Linked DNA regions of Hordeum vulgare: regions 2 and 3 are each linked to region 1. Evidence: chromatin contacts called from public Hi-C data. All regions are on one chromosome and are shown on one strand. Each heading gives the region's core, a stretch centred on a gene start, on an enhancer-like site or on the middle of the called end of the contact. The rest is flanking DNA. Distances are from core to core; before and after follow the strand shown. Region 1 holds the start of LOC123409785 (leucine-rich repeat protein 1-like). Region 2 holds the start of LOC123411537 (choline monooxygenase, chloroplastic). Region 3 holds the start of LOC123412220.

Evidence for each region. A called contact is a pair of places that touch in the nucleus more often than the background predicts.
Region 2: a contact with region 1 is called in a Hi-C map of leaf, with 2.7 times the contacts expected there. The contact joins the promoter of LOC123411537 here to the promoter of LOC123409785 in region 1. A contact is called at or near these places in 4 of 6 Hi-C or Micro-C datasets (leaf and seedling) and 1 of 1 datasets of contacts at active chromatin or transcription factors (embryo).
Region 3: a Hi-C map of leaf shows a contact between it and region 1, with 2.9 times the contacts expected there. The contact joins the promoter of LOC123412220 here to the promoter of LOC123409785 in region 1. A contact is called at or near these places in 1 of 6 Hi-C or Micro-C datasets (leaf) and 1 of 1 datasets of contacts at active chromatin or transcription factors (embryo).

The regions. Positions count from the first base shown.
Region 1 is chr7H:570,111,001-570,115,976 of MorexV3_pseudomolecules_assembly, forward strand. It overlaps LOC123409785 (leucine-rich repeat protein 1-like), which reads right to left and starts at 3,083. Exons shown (of 6, transcript XM_045102656.1): 1 at 2,713-3,083; 2 at 2,247-2,318; 3 at 2,012-2,155; 4 at 1,676-1,747; 5 at 1,505-1,576; 6 at 748-1,245. The coding sequence starts at 2,945. The coding sequence ends at 1,176.
Region 2 is chr7H:569,926,187-569,931,162 of MorexV3_pseudomolecules_assembly, forward strand. LOC123411537 (choline monooxygenase, chloroplastic) reads right to left here and starts at 2,855. Exons shown (of 10, transcript XM_045104503.1): 1 at 2,532-2,855; 2 at 1,722-1,767; 3 at 812-947; 4 at 181-255; 5 at 1-103. The coding sequence starts at 2,793.
Region 3 is chr7H:569,963,142-569,968,117 of MorexV3_pseudomolecules_assembly, forward strand. It overlaps LOC123412220, which reads right to left and starts at 2,753. Exons shown (of 2, transcript XM_045105162.1): 1 at 1,361-2,753; 2 at 540-1,239. The coding sequence starts at 1,755. The coding sequence ends at 981. It overlaps LOC123412221 (a long non-coding RNA gene), which reads left to right and starts at 3,106. Exons shown (of 3, transcript XR_006613450.1): 1 at 3,106-3,148; 2 at 3,365-3,473; 3 at 3,559-3,714.

The DNA of each region.
Region 1 (4,976 bases), core at 1,833-4,332:
GTAGGGCGTTTTGGTGACCGAGCTCTATGTTGCCTTTTATTTTTGAAAATTTTAAATTTTAAACTTTTAACTTAAAAAAAATCTAAAAAAAAAATATGCAACTCTACAAGGATGAAATGTATGTGTGTTTAAAAATTTAGGATGAAATACCTTTAAATGCAACCTGTGCAAAAAAGATAAATTTCTGAACTTTGAGGATGATTGGTATCATTGTGTTAAAAAGCCTCGATTTGTCTTTTTTTGCACAACCCTCGTTTCAAGGTATTTCATCCTAAAAATTTATGTGTTATGTCTTCATGTATATCTGTATTTTTTTAAGATTTTTTTAAATTGTAAAAATATGAATTTTGGGTTTTCCAAAAACCGGCCTTCATGGAGGCCGAGCTTCAAAAGCATTTTTGGAGCTAGGGCATATTTATGTTACAGTAACAAAGCATGATCGGGAGGGTTAGCATACTTCATAAAAGCATGCATGATTGTACTGTTATATAATTAGTGGTGTTAAGTTATGCAAAAGCCTCGTGTAGGAAGTCCAGATTAGACCACTTCTCTTTTAGTCACTTTCCCCTCTAATTTTAATTTTCTGATTATTCTTATTGAGAACCATCTCCTGTAGAGTTCAAGATTTAGCAGCTCCGTCCCCTGTAACGGGCTGTCCTAGCTACAATTGCCATCATAATCCAGGCAACTGCAGGAACTCATGCTTACTGATGTCACATAACATTGTGCCACTATACATATTGTACATTTCATGGATGAACAAAGTCTTCATGTTCTTTTGCACTAATGCTTGTACTTCAATCATACAAATAACATAGCAAAGATATGTGAAACATGGGATACATTCTTCATCAGCTCGGATTAACTCTAGTTCCGAACTGGCAGAGGCTATGCTAATGGACCCAAGCGGTCCACATAGCTGCGGTACTAAGCAGCTTATTACAATTTACAATACGGCAATAACTGTATCGATCAAGCAAGACTTCTCACATCCCATTTTTTCTTTCTGCGGTCTGATAACCAAACACAGACCCTACGCTCACAATACATTCTTCATCTTCTGCTGCATGTCTCGCAAGTCAGACATGTTGTAGTGCTAGGCTTCCTAGCATTTGTTGTACTACTATAATCTTTTGCCTTCCTTCCACGTGCATTATCGTGTGTGCCGGCGCTTCCTAGCATCCGAAGTCATAGGAAACCAATCCTTGCAGCTCTGGGCCATTCAGCCTGCTGTTGTTCTCGAAGCTGGAAAAGTAACAGTTATGTCTTATTAGCCATTCATCGGATGAAGCCATATCAGCTATCAACTTCTGAATGACACAGCAGTCAAAAAAAGCTTATGAATGACACGACCTCAAACACCATCACCGTAACATTTCTAGTTTATGGAATCATGAAAACTAGACCATTGTCCTTGAGGACATCAGAGTACAAATATAGAGGTGTTTAGGACTCCAGATCCACATTAGTTCCACAAAATATGCTAGTGGACTTTGAGATATACCTTCGAAGAGGGAAGCTTGAGAATGGACCATCGACGGGGATCGTCCCACATAAGTCATTGTTAGACAAATCACTGCATCTCACAACGGCTTAAAAATCAGCAACCATATGCAGAGAATCAATGGCACAAGTAAATCGGGTGTATATATGTTAAGATAAGATGCACACTCACATGACTTTCAGGTTGGAGAGTTTGGCCAGCTCCCGTGGAATTGATCCAGCAAGTTTGTTGTTGTTCAAGCGCCTATAAGAAATTGCTTTAGTATTTCCTTGGGCTAGTTTGTTCACATATGAATTTAGATAGACAAACCTACGTCCTTTTAATACATCTAATTCTTAACTATGCGAAAAGCAAATTTTTAAATTGCATTTCAGTTTATTCAGAATTATGGCATGACTGCCCAGCCAGTTTGGGTACATCACTTGGACTAGAGATGTCATCAATTAGAAATGTGATTTTTTTTTGAGAAAAGGGGGCAATTAAGTGCAATCAGAGGACAATACATACATGAATCTGAGTGAGCTGAGCTTGGAAAGTGACTTGGGGATCCTTCCGGTGAGCTTATTGGCATACAGATCCAAGCTGATCAAATTCTTCAGCTTGCCCAATTCTTTTGGGATCTCGCCGTCGAGGTTATTCCTGTACAGCTCCCTGCAAATCAAGTTCCAATCGAGAAGATCAAACCATTTTGTTCCGTTCGAATAACAGAAACGGTGGAATTCATCATCGTAAGGGCACATACAGGTACTGAAGATTCACAAGGCGGCTGAGCTCGGGGCCGATGGAGCCGGAGACGTTGGAGTTGCCTAAATCCCTGCACAAGTTTGCCACAAAGAGTGTCACGCAACACGGTCATCCAACCAACAGGATGCAATATTGTTGAACTATGTATGACAGACACCGCGTTATTGATTAGGCTTGCAAGATAATTCATTTTTTTTTAAAAAAAAAATCAGTCCTTTTGAACAGTAGTGCGATTATTCAGTTGTTGCTTAAGCTAGCAATCCCTTGAACAAGACGCAAGTGGAAGACCAAAGACCATGGATATCCTTGCCAGCACGCAAGCAAAACTATTGAAAATTGAGCAGGCAATTTGACCTAGCAGTAATTCAAATCGAGCTGGGTTTCCGGGCTAATCCGAGCAGGCGCGGGGAAACCCTGGAAGACGAAAGCTTGATTGAGCGAGAGGAGAAGGAGCTGTAGCTTACAGGCGGACGACGCGGCTGGCGCTGTCGCAGGTGACGTGGAACCAGGTGCAGGGGTTGACGAGGGTGGGATCCCAGCTCTGGAGCACGCCGTTGGGGTCCGACAGCCGCATCCGCAGCGCGTACAGCGCGTCCCCCTCCTCGTTGGACGCCCTCGCCGCGCCGGCCGCCAGGCCCAGCAGGATGGCGGCGCCGGCGAGGAGGAGGAAGGAGGAGGGCGCGCGAGGCGGCGCCATGGCGGAGAGGAGAGGAGCGGCCGGGCGCGGGGGAGAGGAGGGCGGAGTAGATCGATGGGGCTGCTGCTGCTGCTCTGCTCTGCTCTGGCGTGGGAGGAGGAGGACGGGTGGTTGTGGAAATGGGAAAGGCAGTGCCAGTGCGTGACCGAGTGGTGTGGTCAATACGGCAAAGGATGGGTACAAGTCCACGGTCAAACTTCGGACCGGGCCGAGCACGCGGAGGAATCATTTTTTTCTGCAGAGGCTCTTGACAGGGGGAGGTCGTCACTGGTGAAAGGTGAGGAGGACAAAAGAAAAGCTGGAACCAACTGATCGAAAAGATTGTACTCCTAGATGGAACTGAAAGATGCGATGCGATGCAAGCAATTCATGATCTTGATGATGAAGCTGTACACGTCAGACCTCGCTGGGAAATTCTTATACTCCGTCCGTCTCAAAATAAGTGTCTCAAGCTTAGTATAACTTTATACTAAAGTTAGTATAATTTTTTTTACATAGAGTTAGTATAAAATTAAGACATTTATTTTAGAACAAAGGGATCCATTTTATAAAAAAAATCAGACCTCGCTAGGAACTCCTTTTCTCTCTGAATACAAACCCAACAACCCTAGTTACATTTCCATGTTAAAGAAAAGAATTGTGAGTAAAAAATAATAATCTTAGTACATAATGAAAAACATAATCGGCTCACGATAGAAAATAACGCCATTGTGGAATGAAAGTCACGTACAGTTTTATTTGATTCCCTCGCATCATTTTGTTAAGCATAGTAGCTTAATAGTATGTGTGTTATCTAAAATGCCTTTCGGAGCTCGGCCTCCATGGCGGCCGGTTTTTAAAAACTTAAAATTCATCTGAATTCATATTATTACATTTCAAAAAAAATACAGATATATATGAAGGCATAACACACATGCGTGTAAATTTTTAGGACGAAATACATTAAAATGGGGGTTGTGCAGAAAAGACAAATCCATGGCTTTTCAACACTGGTACTATTTATTCAAAAATTAATGAAATTATTCTTTTTGTATAGATCGTATTTTAAGGTATTTTATTTTTAATTTTTACACATACGTACATTTCATTCTTGCATACTTGCATATATTTTATTTTTTATTTTTTTTTGAAATTGAAAAGTTCAAATTTTAAAATAATAAAGGGTTTCATGGAGGCCGAGCTCCAGAAGGACCTACTCGTGTGTTATGCTTCAACTACCTACAAAAGAAAAATAATAATAGAATGACTAAGGCTACATTATAAATGACGTAAAGGTAAAATGTACCTTGTAAACATAACCAAAAGACCATATCCAACCATGTGATATTAGAAATTTTATGTAAACTTTTCGACCCAAAAGAGGTAGAACATCAACAATCTTGAATGTTCTTTTACAAGTATGCCCTTGTCCATAGCAACTTCTTTTATGTTGTTTCGTTTTTGTCCATAGCAACTTCTTTTATGTTGTTTCGTTTTTGTCCATAGACACCATTTCGTCATGTTAAATCAGAGTCATTCAAATCCTCCCTACTACTCCCTCCATCTTAAAATAAATGTCTTAATTTTATATTAAATTTAGCAAGTTTTATTAAAGTTGAGACGTTTACTTTGGAACAGAGGGAGTATTCTCTTGAATCTTATAACCTCTTTAAATGAGGTGTCTAGTTGAAATGCATCTTCCAAATAGAAAAAAGAAAAGTGTACTTTTCGTCCCTCAACTTTGAAAACGGACAAGTCGCACCCTCAACTTCTGAAACCGGACAAGATTTGTCTTGGTTTTGACCGGTTTTGGATCCGTCTCACCCCTATTTTGACTATACCTACTCAAATTCGCGTACCTTTCTCATGTTCACGTATTGTTTTCAAATTTGGGTACTTTTTTCATATCCGTATACTTCTCTAAAATTCATGCACTTTTTCATATCCGCATACATATTCCAGGTTCACGCATTTTTTTCAAATCCACGTAATTCTGTAAAGTTCACGTAAATTTTTTCAAATTCATGTAGTAATTCTTTTAAAATTCATTTA
Region 2 (4,976 bases), core at 1,605-4,104, 190 kb before region 1:
CATCTCCAACCACATCATGAACAGTATCTTGAGAGGAGTCATCAAATCTGGCAAGCACAAAAGGTCCCCAGGTAGCCACCTTAATTGGTAAAAGACCGAAATCCTGTTTCCAGAAAGAAGCATAAGGTGCAATTTTGCAGGATTGAGAAGCATAGAGGCTCAAAAGGAGCTGTGGTATACATTCTTGTTAAAGTTCTTGATTCCTGATATTCTTGTAGCTTTCAGGAGGGTACCATCTAAACCATACGTCCAACCCTACAAAATTGTATAGCTAGTTAGCTACCGACTCACAAAAAATGGGACAAATAAAAAGTAATGATATGATGATGAAGTTCAGTTTCTGCACAACCTAGAAAGCACAGGCTTCACCACACTTAGTTCCCTCAATAATGAAAATTACACTAATAAACATATGAAATCCACAGATGTTCTGTTGTTTTGTTGCAATTGTTCTAGTTCAGGCAGTTCTGTAGAGATGGCAAGAAGCTGGGGGTCCAGCTAATATTAAACCAAATTTCTTTAGAATTCAACTTGAAACGTTTAATCCCCACATGGGACATATGGATGTATTCCCTCATTGTTATATTAACATTTTAAAGTATCTTTGGTTAATAACATGTGGATTCCATCCCATGAAAATTTTCAACTGAACAACTTTCGAAGAAAAGTTATGTGGCCACATTTCTTACCTCAGATGTCAATAACCTAAGTATTCAGATGATTATCCTAGAAAGTCGCAGAAAAATTATGACATGCAAGTACAGACCACAAGTATATACCATACCTACAAGGTCTTTATTAAGGAACTCACGTGATAAGGGCATTGGAAGCAAGTCTTCTGACCACTTCCACATGCGAGGAGTGAGGCATGATGACGACACACATTGTGAAAAGCTTGAAGTTTCCCATTTGCATCCCGGCATATCACAAATTCTACATTTCCTAGGCTGTTGGTTCACCTTGTTAGACAATTAAAATTAGCGACCTCCAGCATGAATTATCTTATTTTACAATAATTTGGAGTTAACCATGACTGGAAGATAATTTGGAGGTAACCATGACTGACAGTTGCAAACTTTCAAACAAGTGTTTTGCATGCAGATCCTTGTTTTGGAAAGAAAAAAATGAAAGGTCTATGGGGGACCTAAACCCACCTTACAATTTTCATTAAGAGAGGCGATTTCGTATGCATGGTGGTAGCTACACACCCTTTGGTATAAGTGTCGTTTTTTATATACGAGGTATCGGGTTTCAATGACATTGACACAAGTGCATTTGTTTTGTATATGAATGACCTTTTCTCACTTTTATTAGTCTTTTTTGTTACCTTTCGGACACAAGTGTCTTCTCGTTGTGTAGAAGGGACGTTTCTCACTTCTCTCAGTCTTTTTTTTCTTGCCTTTTTGGTATAATTGCATGTTTGCTTGCCTGGCTGGTTCAAAAACATGATATTTTCACTATAGAGTAATTTTTCATATTTCAAAATAATTTATCAAATTAATTAGAGATAAACATTGGGGGCATGTGTAGCTACCACCATGGGTAGCAAATTATTTCTGTTTTCATTAATCCAAATAATTTTGGCAAGATAAGTTGCAGATTACATGGTGGGAAGTTTTAGAAATATTATAAGAACCTTTACACTTACAAAAGGTTTGCACATCAGATACTGTAGAAAGTAGAATTGATTCAGGTAGCAGAAGCATGAAAGCTCGAATCACCTTCCTGTGAAGAAATCATTTGGGTTCTTGACTTGTCCTATGTGACCTGGAAAAGAAGCATGCAAGTCGGCACCATGTAAGCTCTCAGTAAGGACCTACAGCGATTAACTAATGAAGACAGATAAACACAAATTGTACTGAATGATCTGCCAAATCAGTAAGGTACTCCTTTCATTGATTAATATAAGTCATATAAGGTATTAATTCAATTATTATTTTTAAACAATATAGGCCATACGTGTAAACGTAAATGATGTCTCCCAGCTGTGCCCCAATTTAACTTCTTTCCCAGTTGCATTTGTTCATCACCACCCACACGGCCACACCACATATCGTCTAATATTTTTTCAAATCAGTTACGACCTATAAGAGGGCACTTGACTAATTTCTTCTCATGAATTTCTAGATTTAATCGGTTCCTTCATCTATGTGCAAATACAAGATACATCCTACATTAATCAACAACTGTGGAAGGGGACGAGGAATTCCTGTTACAAAACTACAAATATGTTAGCATTAATAGGGAATGCTTTAATCCCATACGGTGAACATGCCCATGATCCCAATAAGTTAGCCACGGGACCTGATCACCAGAGACCTGAACTATCCATTTCAAGCCAGTCTGCCGCCAGTGAACACTCAGCAGTCCTCCTGAACTCACTGTGCCCAGAAAAGTAACACATGATGCATGCAGCTCAAACTGAATCAACATCTACAATCGGTCGCCCGTTACGCAACTGTTCCTCCTGAAAACTAGAAGGAAATACTGTGCCAGGGAAGGGATCGGGGCGCAGAATCGAGTGTGCGTACCAACGGCCTGCCACCCGCGGAGGAAGACGCGGTCTAGCTCGAGACGGAGGAACCCCGGGTCGGTGTACCACCCGCTGGGCGGCGTCACCGCGGAGGCCAGCGGGACCGCCGGGTCGAACTCCGCCGCGAGCCGCCGCGCGGGCTCGCCCGACGCCGACGCCGCCGCGGCCACGCGGGACGGCGCGGCGCGGAAGGCCCTGGGCCGGGCGGCTGCGGAGGCGGAGGAGGAGGAGGACAGGGGTCGGAACTGCGCGGTCGCCATCGCCGGCCCGGGCTGGCTGCGTGCGGGTTGGGAGGAATTGGAGTGGGGGAGCAGCCGGCCGTGAGTGTCCTCCGTTTTGTCGCTGTTGAGCGGTTGCTGCTCTGCTTACGTATACGTATGAGAGCAGGAACAGAGTTTGTGAGCCCGAGTTCGGGTGAACCGTAAAATAATAATAATAAAATATATACTTAAAGAATTCTGATATTCTTTTAACAAATGTTGACAAAAGTTTGAATTGCTTGCCAAAATTTATCATGAGATTACATTCCTAATAGGCGTGGCAAAAAGAATTGGTATTTTGAAAATGCTACTTAAAAAGCATTTTGAAGCATTGAATTAAACTGTTTTTTTGCCACGCCTAGCATTTTGAAACACCGAATTTGCTTTTTTTACCATGCCTTATATGAATGTGATTTTACGATAACACTTGAAAGTTTTGTAAACGTTTGTCAAAAAATGATTTGCTTGATTTATTTTTATTTTAATGTTCACCGAGCACAAATTCATTTGAGCTCGAAGCAGAAGGACAATTTTGCAGAGTTCATTTGTGTTAGATTTTTTTTTTTTGAGAAAGAGAAATTCAACGTTTTTTATTAAGCAATCTAAATTATTCAAAAAGAAAAACTGCCCGTGCGTGGGATAAAGAAATCGGAATTGCTAAAACTCAGCTAGCTTAGAATTAATTTGGTCTCATTCACATCCTCAACCATTAGATCAAATACATCATGATTAGTGCAGAGCGACTAACCTATGCAGCGATGTGTGTCCGGCCCGTTATCCTGGTATTTTTTTTTCGTATAGTATGGCAAGCGTCCAGCAGATGGGCTATACTTTTTTTGTTGTCGGGCTAGCATTTTTTTAACGTTCGATGCTACAAGCCTTCGCACTATTCTTGTTGCTTCTTTTTTGTCCCCTTTTTTTGCAGTTGTTTGTTTTGATTGACTATGTATAATTTGTATGGTTAATTTTTAGAAAAATAATTGTTCTTTTTAGAATTTTTTGTATGAGAACTTTTTTTGCGTGTTATTGTCATTTGCTTAACTTTTTGAATCATGTCATTGTCATCTGTTGACCGTAGCTGCCAGGATCATCTTTTTTGTAACGACTTCCCTTTCCATTTTTATCTCCTAATTAATTATTGTTTCTTTTTACTTTTTACTTTTTATATTAATTAAATTAATATTTAAAGTCGGGTCGTAACTGCAAGATTTGAAATGTGACCGCAACTGCAAATATTTAAAGTCGGGTCGTAACTGTAAATATTTAAAGTCGGGTTACAACTGCAAGTATTCAAAGTCGGGTGAGAACCGCATGTATTTGAAGTCGGGCCGCAACTGCAAGTATTCAAAGTCAGGTGACAACTGCATGTATTTGAAGTCGGATCGCAACTGCAAGTATTCAAAGTCGGGTCACAATTGCAAGTATTCAAAGTCTAATCGCAACTGCAAGTATTCGAAGTAGGGCCGCAACTGCAAATATTCAAAGTCGGATCGCAATTGCAAGTATTCAAAGTCTAATCGCAACTGCAAATATTCAAAGTCAAGTCGCAATTGCAAGTATTCATAGTCGGTGCGCAATTGCAAGTATTTATAAGTCGGGTCGCAACTACAAATATTCACAGGCGGATCGCAACTGCAAATCTTATTTGTTCTCTATCGGCGATTTTTTTTTTAAAAGATGCGACGTGCAACAACAAGAACCGAATTAGTATTTATTGGGCCGGTTTGATGGGGCACATAGCAACAACAACAACAAAATATGACATGTGAGTCCAAAAGAATAAAATGATGGATTAAAAAAACAAAAAGAATAAATACAAAATACAATAACATTATGTGAATAAGGCCATAAAAAATCTGAGCTAGCTGAGTTCTAAGCGTTCCCTAAAGAAATGCCGACATGCATACTTTGCTAATAACAAAATACAGCGTGCAAGGCACGATAATCAAGCTCTGCCTTTTTAGTGAGACTCATTCATGGTAGACGCTAATGTATATTTAAAGACAGATGCACGATGTTTATTACCATATGGTTTCTAGAACCTTCCTGAAAAAATATAATATGATTTCTAGACCATAAATGCAATTGTATTGCAGATCGAAAATATCTTATACTTTGCGGACCATAATGTTTTTTCGAAATTTAGAAAATCAAATAACATACTTAGAGCCTGAACCTACTTG
Region 3 (4,976 bases), core at 1,503-4,002, 150 kb before region 1:
ACGGATTTTCTTTTGCGTGTAACATAGGATGGAATTCTTCATAAAATTTGCATACTGATTTCTTCATACTATATTTGATCACTCAAACCACCTGAAAACAATCCATCGAAGAGACCCTAAAACGAGTCCAGGAACCCTTCGCCGATATTGTATCATTTTTGGCTAAAGTACATCTATATGTATCATAAGTATTCGCATAACTAAGTCTTACACCAAGATTCGTGTCAGTATTTATCTTTTTAGTTTTTTTTTCCTTAGGCACACCCATATTGTATTTTAAGAAAAAGAAGTACTACCAATAGCACCACTTTACCAACCATAATACACACATAGGTAGAAAAATAATAATGGTGCTTGCCAAGTCTTTTTTTTTTTTTTGCGAAATGGTGCTTGCCAAGTGTTAGTAGGAGTACTCTCAATTATGAACTGTATTATAGCAACACATAATTTGCAATGCACTCAAGAGCAACATCCTAGAGATAGATTTAGAACTCCTGTCAATGATATGGATGTATACCTTGGCGCTATATATACTAGCATTGAAAAGGTTAATCAGGCTAGCTTGTCTCAATTGAGATATTTGTATATTTCAACTGGCATATATAGCTTGTTTTGTAGGCTAGGATCGACGACACATGCACCATGTTTGGTGCTCTCTCTCCCTCTTTTTGCATGTCAAATGCAACTACTAGCATCTAGTAAAAGAATTAAGAAAAACCTAAGCTCTAGGCGGCCATTGTTGTTGATGTGAGCCGAGATGAGCGAGATCCCGGACTATTACAAAGTGGGATCCATCCATCCATCCATCCATCCATCTTGTCTCTCTCCTCCCTAGTAGAGTAGTTTCCATTACTAATTCCCTTTGCAACTTGCATGCATAAATATGCATGTGTTTTTCTCTTTTCGATCGGTCGATCAATCTGATCTCATCGGTGCACGTAGGTACGTACGTACGTACGCGTTCCGGGATCGGTTGATGATCAGCCGCCGCCGCCGTTGATGACGCCGTCGTTGCCGATGTTGAAGGACGGCTCGGGCGGCTGGAAGGGCGGCAGCGCGGTGAGCGAGGTGGAGGAGACCCGCCGGATGGAGCAGCAGCGCAGGATCCGGCGGCGCTTGTTGAAGGGGTTCTCCGGCTTGGCCAGCACGTCCTTGCTGCTGGTGGTGCCGGCGACCGCCACGTCCTGCAGGTTCGCGAACGACCGCGACTTGCCGGAGAAGAAGCTCGACAGGCCCCGCCTGCCAAATCAGGACGGCTCCGCGGATCAATCCACCGGCCGAACCGAGAAGACAATCCGCCCTTCTTGCGATTATTGCAAGAAATGGTGGATGATTAAGGGAAGTGAAGTTGGTTGATTACTTGACGGGGAGGGCGTCGTCGAGGGCGTCGAGGCTCGCGAGCCCGCCGGCGCTCTTCTTCGTCCTCCGCTGCCACGGCGGCGTCTCCCTGGCGCTCTCCGCCTCCTCCCCTTCCTCCTCGTCCCCCTCGGAGACGGGGCCAATGGAGGAGCGCTCGTTTTCGGCCTCCCTTTCCTCCTCTTCCTCCACCGTCTCCAGCACGAACAGCCCGTGGCCCTCACCGACACCGCCAAGCCGCCTCCCCTGCTGCACCTCCTCCTCGTCCTCGTCCTCCTCATGGTAGTGCACGACGTCCTTCCTCTTCCTCGCGCCGCCACCGCACATCCCGTACGGCACCGCCGGGGAAGGAGCCACTGGCGAGGGCCTCACGGCGGCCGCCGCAGCCACAAGGGACATCGCGTCCGGCCGTGAAGGGTGATGCAGCTGCTCTCATCAATGGCGCCCGCAGGCCTCGGCGCGCGGCTCAGACGCCCATGGCCTCGGCCACCATTGGAGCTGCTATTATTGCTCTCGTCGCGATGGTTGGGAGGACAGAAGGAGAGGATGGGTAGCGGCGCGGGGGCGTATATAGGGCCGGGGGAGGAGAGGAGAGGAGACGGGTGGTCAGGGACGCGTGGAGGGGGGGACGTGTCGGAAGCGGCGAGGGTGACGGGCGCGCCGGACAGCGGAGGCTGCATGCACGCCAACACGTTTTAGCTTACCCTTTGGCGTGCACTGTGCCCATGCCCCCATCCCCATATATGGCTGCCGCGGCTTTTGTTTTGGCCTAATCAAAGCTTATCGGCAACCATGGATGGGTCTTTCTCTTCTTGTATTTTCCCGCTCATCTTCGTCAACTTTTCCGGGAAATTCTCTGTCAATTTCAACAATATTAGCCGGCATCGAGCAGGGAAGTTCCTACTGAATGATTAAAAGCACATTTTTTCCAAAGAAAATATGCCTCAAATTAAGGGCAGTCCCAATGCCACTCACCGTAGCAAGTTCACGTGGGCCACTATCGTTATGTTTGCATTCGGGCCTGAAGACAAATCCTTATGCTTTAGGCCTCACCCATTTGTTTTCGTGCTTATGTAATGGTTATTTGTCACTAGTAAAAAACGGATCTTATGTTTGAATCATTAGTTTTGATTTGATTTCGGTCCGGGATTAATGTAATTATTAGTTTCGATTTCAACGGCTAGAAACGATCGGGGCACGGACATTTTTAGTCCCGGTTCATTTTGTACCTATAGCCCTGGTTTGTGATACAAATCGGGACTAAAGGTATGGTGGCAGGCGGGGTCTCCGGAGATCATTTAGTCCCTACTTGTATAACAAATCGGTTTCCGTCCCCGTCGTAACCACCATCGATCACCCGCACCGTCCCGTCGCTGCCATTACCTTGGTGATCCTCTTGTTCTTATCATTTTTATTAAAAATTTTATTTGTATGATTTAGATAGTTTTCTTACTTGTATGATTGTTTGTTATACATAGTGTCATGGTCTTGATATCCGTCTCCGTCGGCCCTTGTCCGACTTATGATTTGGATGCCGTATATTCTCTTTTATAACTATTTGTTGCATTTGGCGTTTATGACAATTATGCTCATCAAGTTGATATAGATATTTTTATCTAGGAGGTATGTGAACCGAATGGCAACCGACCCTCTTGTCGAGAAGTTAAATTTAGTTGAAAAAGAAAACGAGTATCTGAAAGAAAAATTGAAAAGAATTGAAGAAGAGAAGATGAAACTGGAGTTGTATGTCGTCGATGGTCACAAGATCAAGATGAATGCAATGCGCTTGAAGGTTAGAAAGATTAGAAAATATGTCATTAATAAAGAAGCTTGGTATCACTATGTTGTTGGATCAATTGTTACCTTAGTTGTGATCTTGATCGCATTTGTTGTTGCATTTAAATGCTTTAGCTAGGTACTCTGGTATGTTGTTTTATGAGAATAAGTGTGTATGAAATTTATGTATGAACTTGTATTAATTTGGTCTTTTCGGTCTTGTGTAATGAAGATGAACCGGCAATGGATGTATGATGACCGGTGCTCTCCCTAGTTCATTAATGGCTGTGCGGCCGAGGCAAACTAGCGAGATGGTTTTATGTGTTGTCCATGTGCTATGTGTAAGAATGATAGAACTTACTCTAAGTGAAGAGTCATTCACGTCCACCTGTTTACGTTCGGTTTCATTTTCGGCTATAATTGTAGGACCAAGCACGGAGAAAGTGGGGTTCTAATGGAAGAGAATGAAGAAGAAGAAGAGGATGATGCCAACTATCATGTGTTCTCTGAATACGATGGTACTACAATGGGGGAAGAAGCTAAAGAAGAGGCACCAGATGAGCCCGTTGATGATCTTGGTCGGGCCATTGCTAATGCAAAGAAAAACTGCGCAAGTGAAAAGAAGAAGTTGAAGTTGCAGCGCATGTTAGAGGATCACAAGAAATTGTTGTACCCAAATTGCAAAGATGGCAAGAAGAAGCTGGGTACCACACTAGAATTGTTGCAATGGAAGGCAGAGAATGGTGTATCTCACAAGGGGTTTGAAAAGTTGCTGAAAATGATAAAGAAGATGCTTCCAAAGGACAACGAATTGTCCGACAGTACGTACGAAGCCAAGAAGGCTATCTGTCCTATAGGATTAGAGGTGCAGAAGATACATGCATGCCCTAATGACTGCATCCTCTACCACGGTGAGGAGTACAAGAATTTGAATGCATATCCGACAGACGGTGTGTTGCATTCACTTTATGTGTGTGTGTGAATTCACTGTATAGGACAAAATGATATAGCAATTTTTTTCATTGCTTATTTGTGATTGCTGCCGAGCGATTTGCTGCTTGGAGTAACCATGACAGTGTGTTTTTTGCCTATGAGAGAAACAAGTTCAGATGGCATGATGCCGATCTGACTCCTTGTGAAAGTCGGTGACAAGTCCCCGACGATCGCCCGCGAGGAGTCCCCGACGATTGCCGGTGGAGTCCCCGACGATCTCCGGTGAGGAGTCCCCGATGATCGCCGAAGGAGTCCCCGACAATCGCCGGTGAGGAGTCCTCAACGATCGCCGAAGGAGTCCTCGATGATCGTCGGTGAGGATTCCCTGACGATCACCGGAGATCGAGGAGTCCCCGACGATCGCCAGAGAATGATGATAATAATATATTTGATCATATTGTTGCATTGCCATGTATTGATTGCATATCTTCGATTTTGCTTATTGAATGTATTCTAATTGTTTTATATTTGTTCTAGATTAGTTAAGCTATGGACGGTAGAGACAGAGACCATGATCAAGAGTATGTCTTGTTCGACATGATACGCTCCAGAAACGAAGAGAATGAAGAATAGATGATGGCTCACAATATCTTAACCCCTCCGGTGAGGTAATTGAGGAAGAACAATCAAGAGACGAAGGGGAACGAAACAATGATGTCAACGAAATGTTTGTTCAATTAACAAAGTCCGGTGAGGCATATACATATTTGGCCTCTGGTGACCATTAGATGTATTAATTGATTTATACACACACACACACACACACACACACACACACACACATACACACACACACACATATATATATATATATATATAAACGAATCTCTTCTTTTAGCCCTCTGAATCGA